2 separate regions of the Cricetulus griseus genome follow, and region 2 is linked to region 1. A link is a contact called in public Hi-C data. All regions are on one chromosome and are shown on one strand. Each heading gives the region's core, a stretch centred on a gene start, on an enhancer-like site or on the middle of the called end of the contact. The rest is flanking DNA. Distances are from core to core; before and after follow the strand shown. Region 1 holds the start of Pds5b (sister chromatid cohesion protein PDS5 homolog B). Region 2 has its middle 100 kb from the start of Rfc3.

Region 1 (6,753 bases), core at 2,453-4,952:
GCTGTCCAGCTTGCTTTGTGATGTGTAGTAAACACTCTGCTGCAGTTGGGAAACCATTTATAGTTTGTATAGGTAGCATTCAAAATGCCATAGGACAACGGAGGTCTATTTAGGGTAGATCTGGTATCTTCCAACTTCCTCCTAATCTCTTTAACTTTAACTTTGGACCCCACTGATAATAGCTAGATAACAAAAATAGGTATGATGTGGTTGGCAGAACAGTGTCTCCCAAAGATACTCCTGTAGAACCTTTTAATATGTGAGGGGACATCACTGTTAAAGATGAAATAAAGCTTTCTTATCACCTGATCTTAAGATAGGGGGATTATTCTGGATTTCTCACCTGGGCCTGAGTAATCAGGGATTGAAAAGTGGATGAGATGGGTAGAAGGGAGCAGAGAGAGAGACTTGTGGCAAAGGAGACAGCTTAAAGATATGCTGCGGTATTGACTTTGAAGGCAGAGAACAGACATGTACTGACAAAGTCAGTGTCCCTTAGGCAAGGAAAGGCCTCTATCCAGCATCTTGTCCAGTGGTCTGGAGAAGGGACCACAGCCCTGTGGACCCCGAAGTATTAGCTCAGGGAGACACCTGTCAGGCTTCTGAGCTCTAGCCAAGAGACAATTGATGTTGCTCTATGCTACAAGCCTACACTAATTTGCTATGGCAGCAAACATGAACCAGGCCAGATGAGGACTGGATGTGTACTTTTCATGATCAAAGAAAGTTGTAACCGTGTCTGTATAAGACCAGAATTTTTACACCATTCCTTCTCCCAGGAATAGAAAATACAACTGAATTTTGGAATACTTCCAATTCCTAGTTATCTGAAACTATATCCCATCAGTTATTGTATATTGGTGAATTTCAAGTTGGCTATTTTAAAATCCCCAAATATGAAGAATGTTTTTGTTTTGTGAGGATGGAGAGATGGCTCAGAGGTTAAAAGCACTTGCAGGGCTGGAAAGATGGCTCAGGGGTTAAGAGCACTGGCTGCTTTCCCAGAGGTCCTGAGTTCAATTCCCAGCAACCACATGGTGGCTCACAAACATCTGTAATGAGATCTGGTGTGTGCAAGCATGCATGCAGGCAGAACAGTGTTGTATACATAATAAACAAATGAATATTTAAAAAAAGAGCACTTGCAGCTCTTTCAGTGGACCTGGGCTTAGTTCCCACCACTCACATGGTGGCTTCCAGCTTCCTATAACTCCAGTTCCAGGGGCTCTGACACTGTTCTGACCTCCAGTCTGGACTCATTTGATGGCACTATTGGGAACTGGTGGAAACTAGGATGGGAACTATCATCTGAGTTAAAAGTCACAGGGGCCAGGCCCTGGCAATATAAACTGTCTTCAGAGCTAGGTCTCTTTGGCTGCTTTTGGGCAGCCAACCATAGATAGAAACCTCTCAGTCCATGAACCAAAATAAATCATCTTTCCTTATCAAGTATTTTGGTGCAGTGTTGAAAATTGATTAATGCATGGTAAAACTGGCAGCACCTCGGCAAATTATGACAACTTGAAAAATCTCAAGCCCTACCCTGTCCACATATAAGATGAAAAAATAACATTCTTAACCAAGCTCACCCCCAACAGAACTATTTACTGAACACTCATTACATGCTAAGGGCCTGTCATACATTAAACAAGAGAGATCATGGCAGTGAGTAGCCCCAACATGTTTGCTTTCACTCTGTTTCTCCTAAGAAACTTACTTGGTTTGTGTCTTTAGTGGGGTTCAGAATTGAGAGGAAAAAGAAAATAACAAAGAGCTGGGCATTTCTTCCTTCCTTCCTTCCTTCCTTCCTTCCTTCCTTCCTTCCTTCCTTCCTTTCTTTCTTTCTTTCTTTCTTTCTTTCTTTCTTTCTTTCTTTGAGACAGGGTCCCATTATGTAGCTCTGACTGTCTGGAACTCACTGTGTAGACCACACCAGGTTGGCCTTGAACATGCCCCTGTCTCCCAAGCGCTGAGATAAAGGTGTGTGGCACCTCGATCAGTGAAAGAGCCAGAGCTTTTTTTTTTTTTTAAGATATTTCGGGGGAACTTTAAAGTTGTATAGGAAACTTCCTAAGGCTTAGTGGATGGGTAAAATGGGTAGTTCTGGCTACCAAAATAGTGGATGGCGAAGACAAGCAGAGCTGTCCCAGGAACTGGCTGCAAGAGGAAATGAGTAGGTGTGAGTGTCTGAGGTGTGAGTATCTGAAGGTGCTTGGCCTGCCAGGCTTTACAGCTTTTCTTTCCTAGCACAATAAGCTTGGCTTGTAACCCTGCACTGCCTATCTTTTGTTTGGAACGATACATATCCCAGCATAAGCTACTAATTCACCTTTTGTTTGTTCACGGTTGAAACGAACCCTCTGAAACAGTTAGTGCCAGACACTTGATAGCAGGGAGATCCTGCTCACTGCAGGGATGGACCCTACCAAAGGGCAAAAAGAGAGCAGTTAGTCAGCTCAGGGAGGGCCCTGGGGTGAAGAGAAACATCCATCCTAGCTCACCCAGTCCACAGCTGCAACAGGGAGGCCAGAAGTGGCAAGGGAGGACAAATCTCATTTTCCGGATGGGGAATTCTGTGAGCGGTGGGATGTTTTGTTACAGGTTCAACAATGGGTCCCTAGGTCAGCCACCTCCTGAGGAAGCAAGGAGACATCAATGCTCCTTTCATTTTACACAGCCGGGCTGAATCCCGGGTTTAAGACATCACACAAGGTGGTACGCAACTTTAATTCCAGCATTTGGGTGGCAGAGGCTGGTGGGTCTCTGCGAGTTCCAGACCAGCCAGAGCTACATAGTGAGACCCTGTTTAAATAACAACAAAAACATAAACAAAAACAGCCAGGAGTGGTGGCACAATACCTTTAACCCCAGCACTCGGGCGGTAGCGGCAGGATTGAAGCCAGCATGACTTACATAGTGATTCCAGGTTAGTCAGTGCTGCATAGTGAGACCCTGTTCTCAAATAAAACAAAGTACACTCCCTTCCCCCGGGGTAGGGTGGGAGGAAGGGGAGAGCTGAACATAAGACATATGCCAATACTAGGGAGGCAGAGGCAGGTAGATCTCTGAACTCCAGGCCAGCCTGGTCTACATAGTGAGTTGAAGGCCAGCCTGGTGAACACAGGGCTTCATAGTGAGACCCTGTCAAAAAACGGACAGAAAAGTCGGACGGTGATGACACACTCCTTTAATCCAGCACTCAGGAGGCAGAGGCAGGCGGATCTATGAGTTCGAGGCCAGCATGCTCTACAGATCTAGTTCCAGGTCAGGATTCAAACTATAGAGAAACCCTGTCTCGAATCCCTCCCTCCCCCCCCCAAAAAAAAAGGAAAAACAGGAAAGAAAAAACCCAAAAGCCAGCGGCCTACAGCAATCTACACATTTCCCGCCAAAGCTTGGGAGGCTGTGTCAATCTTGAGAACGCACTGACAGCTGTCCATCTCGCTGCTGCCAGGGAGACAGCGGCGCCCGCGCGGGCAGGGCGGAGCCTGCGCGTGCGCGCCGCCTGGCGGGAGGCGGAGCCCAGGGCTCGGGCTAAGGGGCGCATGCGCGCGCGCCTGGTCACGAAGCCGTGTGGCCGGCAGGGGGCGCTGGGGACCCGCGCGCAGCTCTGCCTGCCCCCCGGGCGCCGTCCGCCGCGGTTCGATTGGAGCAGCCGCGGAGCAGCTCTTGGCGCCATTTTGAAGCGGAGAGGAGGAGGAACGGCCTGGACTGGCTGCGGAAGGGGAGGGGGGGAGGAGGCGATTGGATGCGGCGGCGGCGGCGGCGGCGGCGGCGGCGGCGAGGGCGGCGGATCCCGGAGAGCGGCGGAGCGCGGGGAGTGTAGGATCCGGGCAGCCGGAGGTAGGAGCGATTCGGGTAACGGAAAGGGAGCGCCTCTTCCTTGCCTCGGCGCTCCACGCTCCATTTTCCAGCGGGGCGTGCGCGCGTGGAGCCGCCGCCCGCCGAGCCTCGCGTGTCCCGGTGTCCTCGGGGGCCGCGGGGGCCGGGGCCGGGGGGCGGGGAGGCCTCGGGCCGCCGCTCGCGCCGGCCGGGAGTGACCTCTGCGGGGGCCGCCGCCGCCGCCGCCGCGCCCCTCCCCCTCCCCGCCTCCCGAAGAGAAGCCCCCCGCGCGGCTTCCCCCTTCCGGCTACCCGAGGGCCGGGCGCGAGGGGAGGCGCGCTCGCCGCGCTGCTCGGGAGTCGGGGGAACTGTCTGTGAGCCGGCCGAGCGACTCCCCGGGTGAGCACGGGTGCAGCCCCACGGCGGTGCGGAGGGCGAGCGGTGCGGGCTCGCCCGCCTCTGCACCGTTATTCCACTGACACTTGAAAAGTTTGCGGTCCGGGAGAAGCCCAGGCGGCGGCGACGGCGGCTGTGGCTGTGGGTCTGCTTTTTGTTTTGTTTCGGTTTTTGCTCCGTACGTTAAAGACTGCTGTTAGCACGTAGTAGCAGGCATGTACCGTGCAGCCGACAGGTGTTTGCAGGGCTGACTCTGCACCCCGAAATTCAGCACCTGCTCTTCAGAGCTGCATGCTATTCCGGTGTGAGCTCCGGAGAGGTTTGAAACAGGAGTGATCCGTCCGCTCCATCCTCAAGAACCCGACTAGAGTTAACAGTCCTCCCACCCCCTTTTTTGATCTCGAAAGAACGCTCATCTGATACTTGTGTTAGGAACGGGTGGGTGGCAGTACTGGCTCCAAGGAGCGGTCTCTCTGTTGAATACTTGTGGAAGCGTTGAATGTAGTGTTTCATTTTGAAGGTTGGTCTGGGGCCCGGAGAGAGTTGGGGAGCCCTTTATACATACCTCCCTAATAGCCTTTAAAAAGCCACGTGTAATTTAGCTGCAGGAGGTGGGCTGTAGCTAAATCATAGTGACTGAAATCGTGAATGGCAGTATAAGCATTGTTCTCAACGCACGAAGGTAAGAGTTCCAGGAGGGGATATTTTTTTGTGTTAACTCTTGTAGAAGTCAAGTAAAATAGCACAAACTCGGGCTTCATCTCATGTGCTGTGCAGTAGTCATGTCAGATGTTAGTGTTTGGGGGACAGTAAAATGAATACTTGTGTGGTATGGCAGGTCAGTGTGGGACAGTTAATCTTCCTCCTCATGGTGACAGCATAAAACCGAACTGGATTTCCAGCGGTGAACTTGGAGGTAAAAGTTACATGGCACATGATGAGATTAATACGATAAATTTATTCTCAAAACTTAAATATGAGTCTTTTCAGGGGTGGGGTGGAGGGTAGTATCTCCAGACTAACCTGGAACTGGCAGTCCTCCTGGCTTGATGTGCTGGGATTACACCACCACACCCAGCTCATAAAACACATCTTGAAACAAAACGTTATTTCTTTGAACTCGGTATTTGCATAGGATGTGAATTTACAAGTATATAGAAAAAAAAACTGTGCTTTAAAGTTTACTGCGAAAGTAGTAACTTTTCCCCTTATGGCCAGATGTTTTCCCCTTAACTGGGTTCTGTTGGAAGTGTCCCTGATGAGAAGGTAATGCTAGTCTTTTTGCTTGCTTCCTTTTGTCTTTTTGGCTGTAGCTTTAATGAAGATTCATCATTAACTTTGCTTTCACTGCAGCTTTTGTTAATGCTTCCAGTGCCTTTATCCCCTGGCTTTGGTCCCCTCTCCCTATCTCCTCAGTGTGAGAGGAGAGTGTGTGATGATGGTGTGTACGCAGGTTGTTTGCACTAGGGTTCTAGTAGTTTTAATTTTTAAGTTTATACTGAAGTTCTGTAGCTTTGTTTAGCAGAACAATATTCTGAGGACTAGGCTTTGCCAGTAATTTGCTAAGTCTAGGAAAAGTGCCCCCTTCCTTATTTTAGACAGGTCTTGCCCAGGTGAACAGAGGATTGGTGGGATTCTGAAACTTTGAGGAGGGAGGGAATAATTCAGGGGCTGTGTTTTTCCTTAATCCTTTTGGGACATTTTGACATTGTCCTTTGGCTCCCAGCATGATACTTCTTGGGTCACATTTGCTTAGCATTAAGAGGAGAGCTCACTCTGATGGCTTACAGATTCTTAGGTGACATACCCTATCTAACACTGCAAAAGTGGAGATTTGTTTCCTTTGTAGGTGTTAGAGAATTACAGAGGAACTTGAGAATAGTTGTCAACCCTTTTATGGATGAGAAGTTGGGTTCAGATTAAAATGTACCTGAAGTTAGCAGGATCACGGTCATACCAAGTGGGGAGTGAGCACTCTTAGAGCTTTGGAAGCTGAAAAGTTAGTTCCCTGGTGTCTGTTGCTTTTTTGGGACTTATTGGAACTGAAGTCATTGGACTATAACACTAGTCTCCATCCTGCTCTTACTTTCCACTCTTTCCGCCATGGAGGTGCAGCTTCAAAGTCAACTGTCAGTTGTAGACCCTGGCTTCAACAACTGAGTCCATGATTCAGTCCACCTAGCTGCTCTCAGATGATAGCTGTCTTGTAGCCTCTGTGTCCTGGAGCTGCTTCCTCTTTCATTGTTTGATACTGTTTGACATTTATTTACCTGTCTGTTCATTTATTTGTTTATGTGAATAACAGTTTTTAAACTTGTAAGCCAAAGTGATGTGGAAAAGTTAACATTGAGCTGGTTTTGTGACTGTATATGAGTATCTGTATATAGATATTCATATATTATATATACAGTATACTTGAGCATAGATATTTATATAATAAACTCAGTTTACGACACAAGTCATTTGTTACTGCCATTTACAACACATTTATTTCTTTCGTGTATTCCTGCTTGGCATTGTTAAAGATTCCAAAAA
Region 2 (6,828 bases), core at 20-2,519, 660 kb after region 1:
CACGGGGTATGTCAACCATACTCTAGGACAGTCTCCATGTACAGAAGCGGGTGGCCAACACAAAATTCTGTGTGTATGTGTGTGTGTGTGTGCATGTACATGCGCGTTGCTTTATTATTTTTGTGTTTGTTTTGACTTTGTAGAGGGGCTGGGGATGAAGGCGGCAAAGAGGTGGGGTTGGAAATACGAGCAAAATAAAGTGCATTTTTTAAAAAAGTAAAGAACGTTGTTTTTACTAAGCCACTGAGAGCATGGATCTCTGAAATTCCTAAACGTTGTTTACCAAAGGCTGAAAACAGATTTATGAGAAAACCGGGCGCTTTGGGGAACTGTCCCTTAGCCTGAGATAAAAGGTGGACACTGAGTCACGCGGCTTTTACTTTCCGCATTATCCTCAAGATACATCCAAAACCAAAACAAAAGCCCAGGCACTCTGGTGAAGTTGTCACCGGACGGACACTGCCGACGTGGGGAAGGGGCGGGGCTGGCCTTTGGCGGCTTTTCCTTAACCAACTGTTGTGTGCAAAGCCACGCCACCGACACCCTGGCGAAAACAGAAAGTAAAACCCGAATCGTGCTTTCAAGGGCCGAGACAAGTGCTTCTCCGGGGCCTTGGACGACGCCCGCGGCTGCCAGGAGGCGCCTATGCGAGTGGGAGATGAGACGGGGGCGACAGGCCCGCGGCTGGCACGGGAGGAACTCAGCACGGGGCCGCCTCGTACACCGCTAACTTTGCAGAGGTTTCCAGAAGCGGAACTTACAGCCAGAAATCAACCCCCATGGGTGGGAAGCAGCAAAACAAACCAACAAAAACCTACTCCGACACCACTTCCATTTCCGCCCGACGGGGCGAGTCAGCGATCAAAGATGGAGAAACAACCACGGGCCTTCCGCACCAACGCCCTTCTAGTGCGCAAGCGCGGCGGACGCCCCGCCCCTCGCGCTCCCGCCAAGAGACGCGGCGCGCGCGTCGGAAGTCCGAGCTTGCGAGGGTGCACCGCCTTGCTCTTCCGCGCCGAGGCCTGGCGCTGGCAGTCCGGTTCCGGTTTAGCCCCGCCCTCGCGCGGGAACATGCCAGAAGGCTTAATATCCGGGACGGGAATGCGCACTTCCGGTGGCGCCTCTTCCCATCTCCCTTGAGGCCCAGGCTCTGGCTCTCGGTGCGGCAGCGCCATCTGGCGTCGCGTGTTCCTCCTGCGGCGGAGGGGCTCGCTTCCTCCCCTCCGAACCTTCCAGAGACGCCGCGGCCCCGGGTAGGCTTTACGCACTCCGCCAGAAGGGCGGGACCTCAGACTCCGCCCCTGACGAGTTCCCGCGCGGGAAGGGTTTTGCGGTTACTCCGAACGGAAACAGTTGGAGTCCCGATGTGGAACGGTCCTCAGGCGGCAGGAAGTCGGCTTTTTCCCGTGATTTCAAGCCCCAGGAACACAGTTCCCGTTTCCTTTTGTTCTGCTCTCTGGTTCCTCATTTCCGGGCCGCAGCCTGTGTTCTTCGGTTCACTCTGAGTGGACCGAGGTCCTCCATTTTTCGTTTTACAGAGATGACTCTATTTCGTACCTTCATTAGCCTGTGCTGTAAAAAGCTTTTGCTTCCTTCCAAGTGGGTGTTGCGAAAACGAGCAACATTGGGGATTGAAAATTAGAAAAATTAATAGATGTTTTAAAACAAGACAGTCTCACCAGGTTTAGCTCAGAAATGTGGAGTATACACTATATTTGCATGGCTTATCTCCTTTAAATAAAATTCCCCTGAAAGGGGAAAACTAAACTCAAAGGCTTCACTTATAATAATTTAAAAATAAAGGGACCAGACCCTCACTCAGCTGCCTGCTTTAGCAGCCATGACAGGCTACAGAAAAGACAAGTAGGCCTCTGACACAAGGAAACTCTAGATCCTTTGGCCTCCTGGAGCCTAGGGCCAAAACTAAACACGAAGAAACTCCAGACCCTCCTCCCCGCTCCCCCAACCTCGTAGGTACTTGGTTCCTGGGAACTGTTTGGCCACAAAAGAAACTCCAGGGGAGACCGATACCTCCCCTATAGTGTCCAGGATACAGTTCTGAAAACTATTAGTATCTATGAACAACAGGCCACCTGAAAGTAACAAGACAAAGCCATAGAAACCACAGAATGTTCCCTCTCCGCACTGACCAATGAGAATACCTGGTACACAGGTATTTCATGCCAAAATATGACTTTGAGAAATTTCTTGATTGTTCCCCAAATGTCAACCAATCAGAAATCAACCCATCACTCCTGATGGAATCCTGTTACTTTTGTCTTTAAAACCTAGCAATAGACAGAGAACTTCACCCCCTCTGGAGGCTGCTATGTTAGCTTGCTAGACAGGGTCCCTCCCGAGGTGTAGGATAAACAATTTAATAAACCTGATGCATTTGCATCGGTGGTCTGTCACCCTGGTCTCCTTGGGGGATCCTTGTGACTTGGGCACAACACCCCAAAGTTAGAAAATCAACATGCCATTTCTCTTTAAGAATTCATGTTTGAAAAATCCAGATTTTTTTAGACCTGAAGCATTCTTAGCTATTGTTTTCAATACTGTATATGAAGACACACAGTGCAAATCAGTGAAATGTCCCTTAGAAGGGGACATTTGTCACTGTCACTTGTCACTAGGCGTTTTTGGTCCAGCAGTGGTTTTCCTACTTGCAGAAGCATTCAAATTTAGAAGGCTTTTAAGAAGCCTGTTCACTATAGTTTATAACTGGGAGAGTCAACGTGGAAGAAGAGCTGGGTGGGTAAGGCACACATTAAAATAATTTAGAGTTCAGGATGGCTTTGTTGAGAGCACTCTTGCTGGTATTGCTATATTGACACTGAAACCTGACTAATTAGTAGTAGCCTTTCCACCTGGTGCCATGGAAGTGAACTAAGCACTAAAACCATGAAGTTTGTAAATACATGCTCATATTAGGAAAACTAGTTCATATAATTATACTCTGTGATAGAGGGTGCTGTAATACCAGGCATACTACATATTTCAATTATGATGATGTCATTTTTTTCTTCTCTGTTTCTTGAAAATTATTGAAAGCTCAGAAAGGACAAAATCATTTCAATGGACACATTTTAATTTTTACCCTCCAGAAGGTAATTTAAAAAAAAAAAAAACCTCTCATTTTCTAACTGGTAATTCCTTGTTTCACCGAGTCATTGGCCCTTACACCTACTATGCAATCTAAAATGAACACACGGCTTTAGTTTGTAGAGAGCAAGCTTGCTGAAGCCTTTGCATTCCTAGTTTGACAATGGCATTTGACCCTAATCTATCAATAAAATGCCCTGCTCTCTGTAACTTTTCACTTTGATCCCAATGGAAATATAGATATCCCTACATAGGTTTGCTGTGTTCATACTGATGTGATTTCTAAAAGTGGTTTGTTTAGGCTGTTTACCCAAGTAAGTGTGAATAAATAAAGTAAATAAATAAAGTAAATAAAGACCATGTTCCCTTTATTTACAAGTTAATGCATCTAACTGAAGACAACTGAAATAGTATCTTTGTAATGACTCAGTAGGACCTCCATTAGAAGGGTCTAGAGAGATGACTCAAGCTGCAACAGCAGCTTTGGCTGCTGTTGCAGAGGACCTGGGTTCAGTTCCCAGCACCCACATGGCACCTCACAACTGTCTGTAACTCCAGTTTCAGAGGATCCAATACAATGACTCTTGTGGCATCCAATGGCACCAGGCATGCACGTTGTACACAGGTATACATACAGGTAAAACACCTATACATTAAAAAATTAAGATAGGCTATTCTAAACCCATTGTTTTACCCATTAAATATGAAAAATGTGGAGTTCTGGGGTCCCTCTCTCCTTCCTTCCCTCCCTCCCTCTGACCTGAATGAGTCTCTAAAGAGACAGAGGGAGGTAACAGGGGAGAGCATAGGGTTTACCTTTTGTTCAAGTAATTGTCAACAACCATTTACACTAATGGAAGAAAAACACATTCTGCTCTTCATTTTAAACCCACCTTGCAGTGAAAGTGGTAATTTTCACTAATAATATTACTTTGCTGTATTTTGAGAGCTTTATTATATTTGTTGGTTAAATTTTTTATTATGACTATCAACATTGCCATTTATCCTAGACAGTTTTTTTTTTCAGTAGGTATTGCTGTGGAATAAACCTTCTGTACACTATGAATATATGTTACTCTCATTGGTTAATGAAGAACTGACTGGCCAGTAGCCAGGCAGGAAGTATAGGCTGGACAGCCAAAATTAGAATGCTGGGAGAAAGAAAGGTGAAGTCCGTGGAGTCGCCAGGAAACACAGAGGGAGTCAGGCATGCTGGAGGACAGGTAAAGCCGGAGCCACATGGCAATGTATTGATGAATAGAAATGGGTTAATTTAAGGTGTGAGAGCTAGTTAGTAGTAAGCCTGAGCTATCAGCTGAACATTTATAATTAATATTGAGTCAGTTATTTGGCAAGGAGGAAAAATCCACCTACAAGGCATCATATGAAATGATATTGAAATTTACTTTCAATACTGTTTGATGATATTTGACACAATGATTAGGACTTCTTCATTAAACTTTCTTCAAACTGAAATTCCTAGGATACTTGACACAATGGTTAGGACTTCTTTATTAAACTTTCTTCAAACTGAAGTTCCTAGGTGTGGTAGAGCACACCTGTAATCTAAGCACTCAGGAGGATCATGTTTCCAAAAACATTTTTAAAAGATTTATTTATTTGATATACAGTGTTTTGTCTCATGTATGCCTGCAATCCAGAAGAGATCTCATTACATATGGTTGTGAGCCAAAATGTGGTTGCTGGGAATTGAACTCAGGACCTCCAGGAGAGCAGCCAGTGCTCTTAGCCACTGAGCCATCTCTCCAGCCATCCAAAGCCTTTTTTTTTGGTTTTTCAAGACAGGGTTTCTCTGTGTAGCTTTGGAGTCTATCCTGGCACTTGCTCTGGAGACCAGGCTGGCCTCGAACTCACAGCAATCTGCCCGCCTCTGCCTCTGCCTCCTGAGTGCTGGGATTAAAGTCCCAAACCATTTTTAAAAAGTAATTTATATTATTAATTTCTTTGTGGGCCAATTTTTCTTTAGTTCATGTTCCCTAAAATTTCTAACACACAAATGAATGTTTAATGGACACCTGTAAAAAGAAGTATTTTTTTCCCAAGGAAAATTGAAAAGTTGATTCACAATGTCCTAGTTAATCTTTGCTATGGTCAGTGGTCTGTACAGCTGTTCAGGTTTTTATTTTAGTTGGCAATGCCTGATTCATGTGTGACTCAGACAGTGGACCAGAGTATCTGGTTTTGTTTTTTGTTTTGTTTTGTTTTTATCCTGAAAGTTCTGCCATTTTGTTGCTTCTAGTGGACTCTGTAGCCTTCATGCTGCCTAATAATGTGTTTAATGGTTCTCACCCTTTCTAGTCTTTTAGCTTGATACATTTTAAAATCTCATTCAAGTTGTCATTTCAAGCTGTTTTTGGGGAAATGAATTTAAATTAATACTGCGGAGTTCCTTTTAATGGCTCATGTTCCCCTATGGTGAGTTAAATTTATTATTGTGCTTTCAGAATGATCTTTCTTACTCATGATCAGTAGGAGACTACACTGCATGCATTCCAGAGTTAGCGGATCTGATTGGATTTATGGGTAAATTACAGCTTTCAGGGGGAGGATGGGGGAGGCCTTGAACTTGTGATCCTCTTTTCTCAGCCTCCTGAATGCTGGGGTTTCCAGGCATGTGCCACTAAAGTGAGAACATTGTAGCAGATGGTATGTTTTGGGATTATCAACATTTTAAGATTTCCACACTTTATATGCATAAAATATCTCATATATTTAATAAAGTATTAAAATGGATCTGTCTTCCAGATTCAGCAATGACAGGTGCAAGGCTACTTTCTGTTGCTGTGATAAACACCACAGACAAAAAGTAACTTAGAGGTAGGGGGCGGAAGGGGATCTATTTAGTCTTATACTTCTCTGCTATTCCTTGAACTGTCATTACCTAGACCCATCCACTTGTAGGTAACAGTTTACCATATTTAGTATCATAGCTCAGGAGACAGCTTGGTAGTTATGTCATGAGGACTGGAACTTGGATCCTCAGGGCCCACATAAATGATAGATGGGCATGGCAACCCACCTGCAATCCCAGAGCAAGCTGGGTAGGGAGTTGAGCCACATCAGTGAGCTCTGGCTTTGACTGAGAGACCCTGTCTCACTGAACAAGGTGGAAGATTGCCTACATCAAGCTTGGGTTGTACGTGAAGATACACCCACATACACATACATGTGCCTACACACAGGTAGACGTGTGTACACACATACACACAGTACACATCACAAAAATGGGAAAAAATGAGTGCTGAAAGGCAAGATATTTTTTAAAACACTGAAGGGAAAGATTTTCTAGGTAAGAGGCAGTGTTTAAGAGAAAGGGGTTTGGAAGTATTTATTGTTTTCTCCTGCCTATGGAACCCAGGGCAGCAAACACATGGCCAGTGCCACATAGGAGGAAGGGGCATTAGTCTTGCAAACCATGGGCCACTGTAGAGTGGCCCTTGTGTGCATCGTGATATTGCTGCAAGTGATTTTGAATAGGTCATGGCTAGGGTAGCCCAGGGAAAACCCACATAAACAGCTCCTGGTACACAGGCTGTGCACCATTTACAAATTCTTGGACTGGAGAGGTGGCATAATGGTTAAGAGCATGGCTGCTCTTGTTGAAGATCTTGGTTCAGTTCCCAGCACCCATAAGGCAGCTCACAACCATCCGTCACTCTGGTGCCAAGGAATCCAGAGTCCTCTTTGGCCTTCATTGGTACG

The links. A called contact is a pair of places that touch in the nucleus more often than the background predicts.
Region 2: a Hi-C map of the CHO-K1 cell line shows a contact between it and region 1, with 6 times the contacts expected there. The contact joins the enhancer-like site here to the promoter of Pds5b in region 1. A contact is called at or near these places in 4 of 8 Hi-C or Micro-C datasets (the CHL-YN cell line, the CHO-K1 cell line and liver).

The regions. Positions count from the first base shown.
Region 1 is chr4:86,464,038-86,470,790 of CriGri-PICRH-1.0, forward strand. It overlaps Pds5b (sister chromatid cohesion protein PDS5 homolog B), which reads left to right and starts at 3,703. Exons shown (of 35, transcript XM_035443193.1): 1 at 3,703-3,843.
Region 2 is chr4:87,130,347-87,137,174 of CriGri-PICRH-1.0, forward strand. No RefSeq gene overlaps it. Among named protein-coding and RNA genes, the nearest start is that of Rfc3, 100 kb to the right of the region's middle. Within about 2 kb of position 1,270, at least 4 of the 6 cell types and tissues checked have open chromatin away from gene starts, as enhancers often do. A contact at or near this core is called in the CHO-K1 cell line, where this site is marked.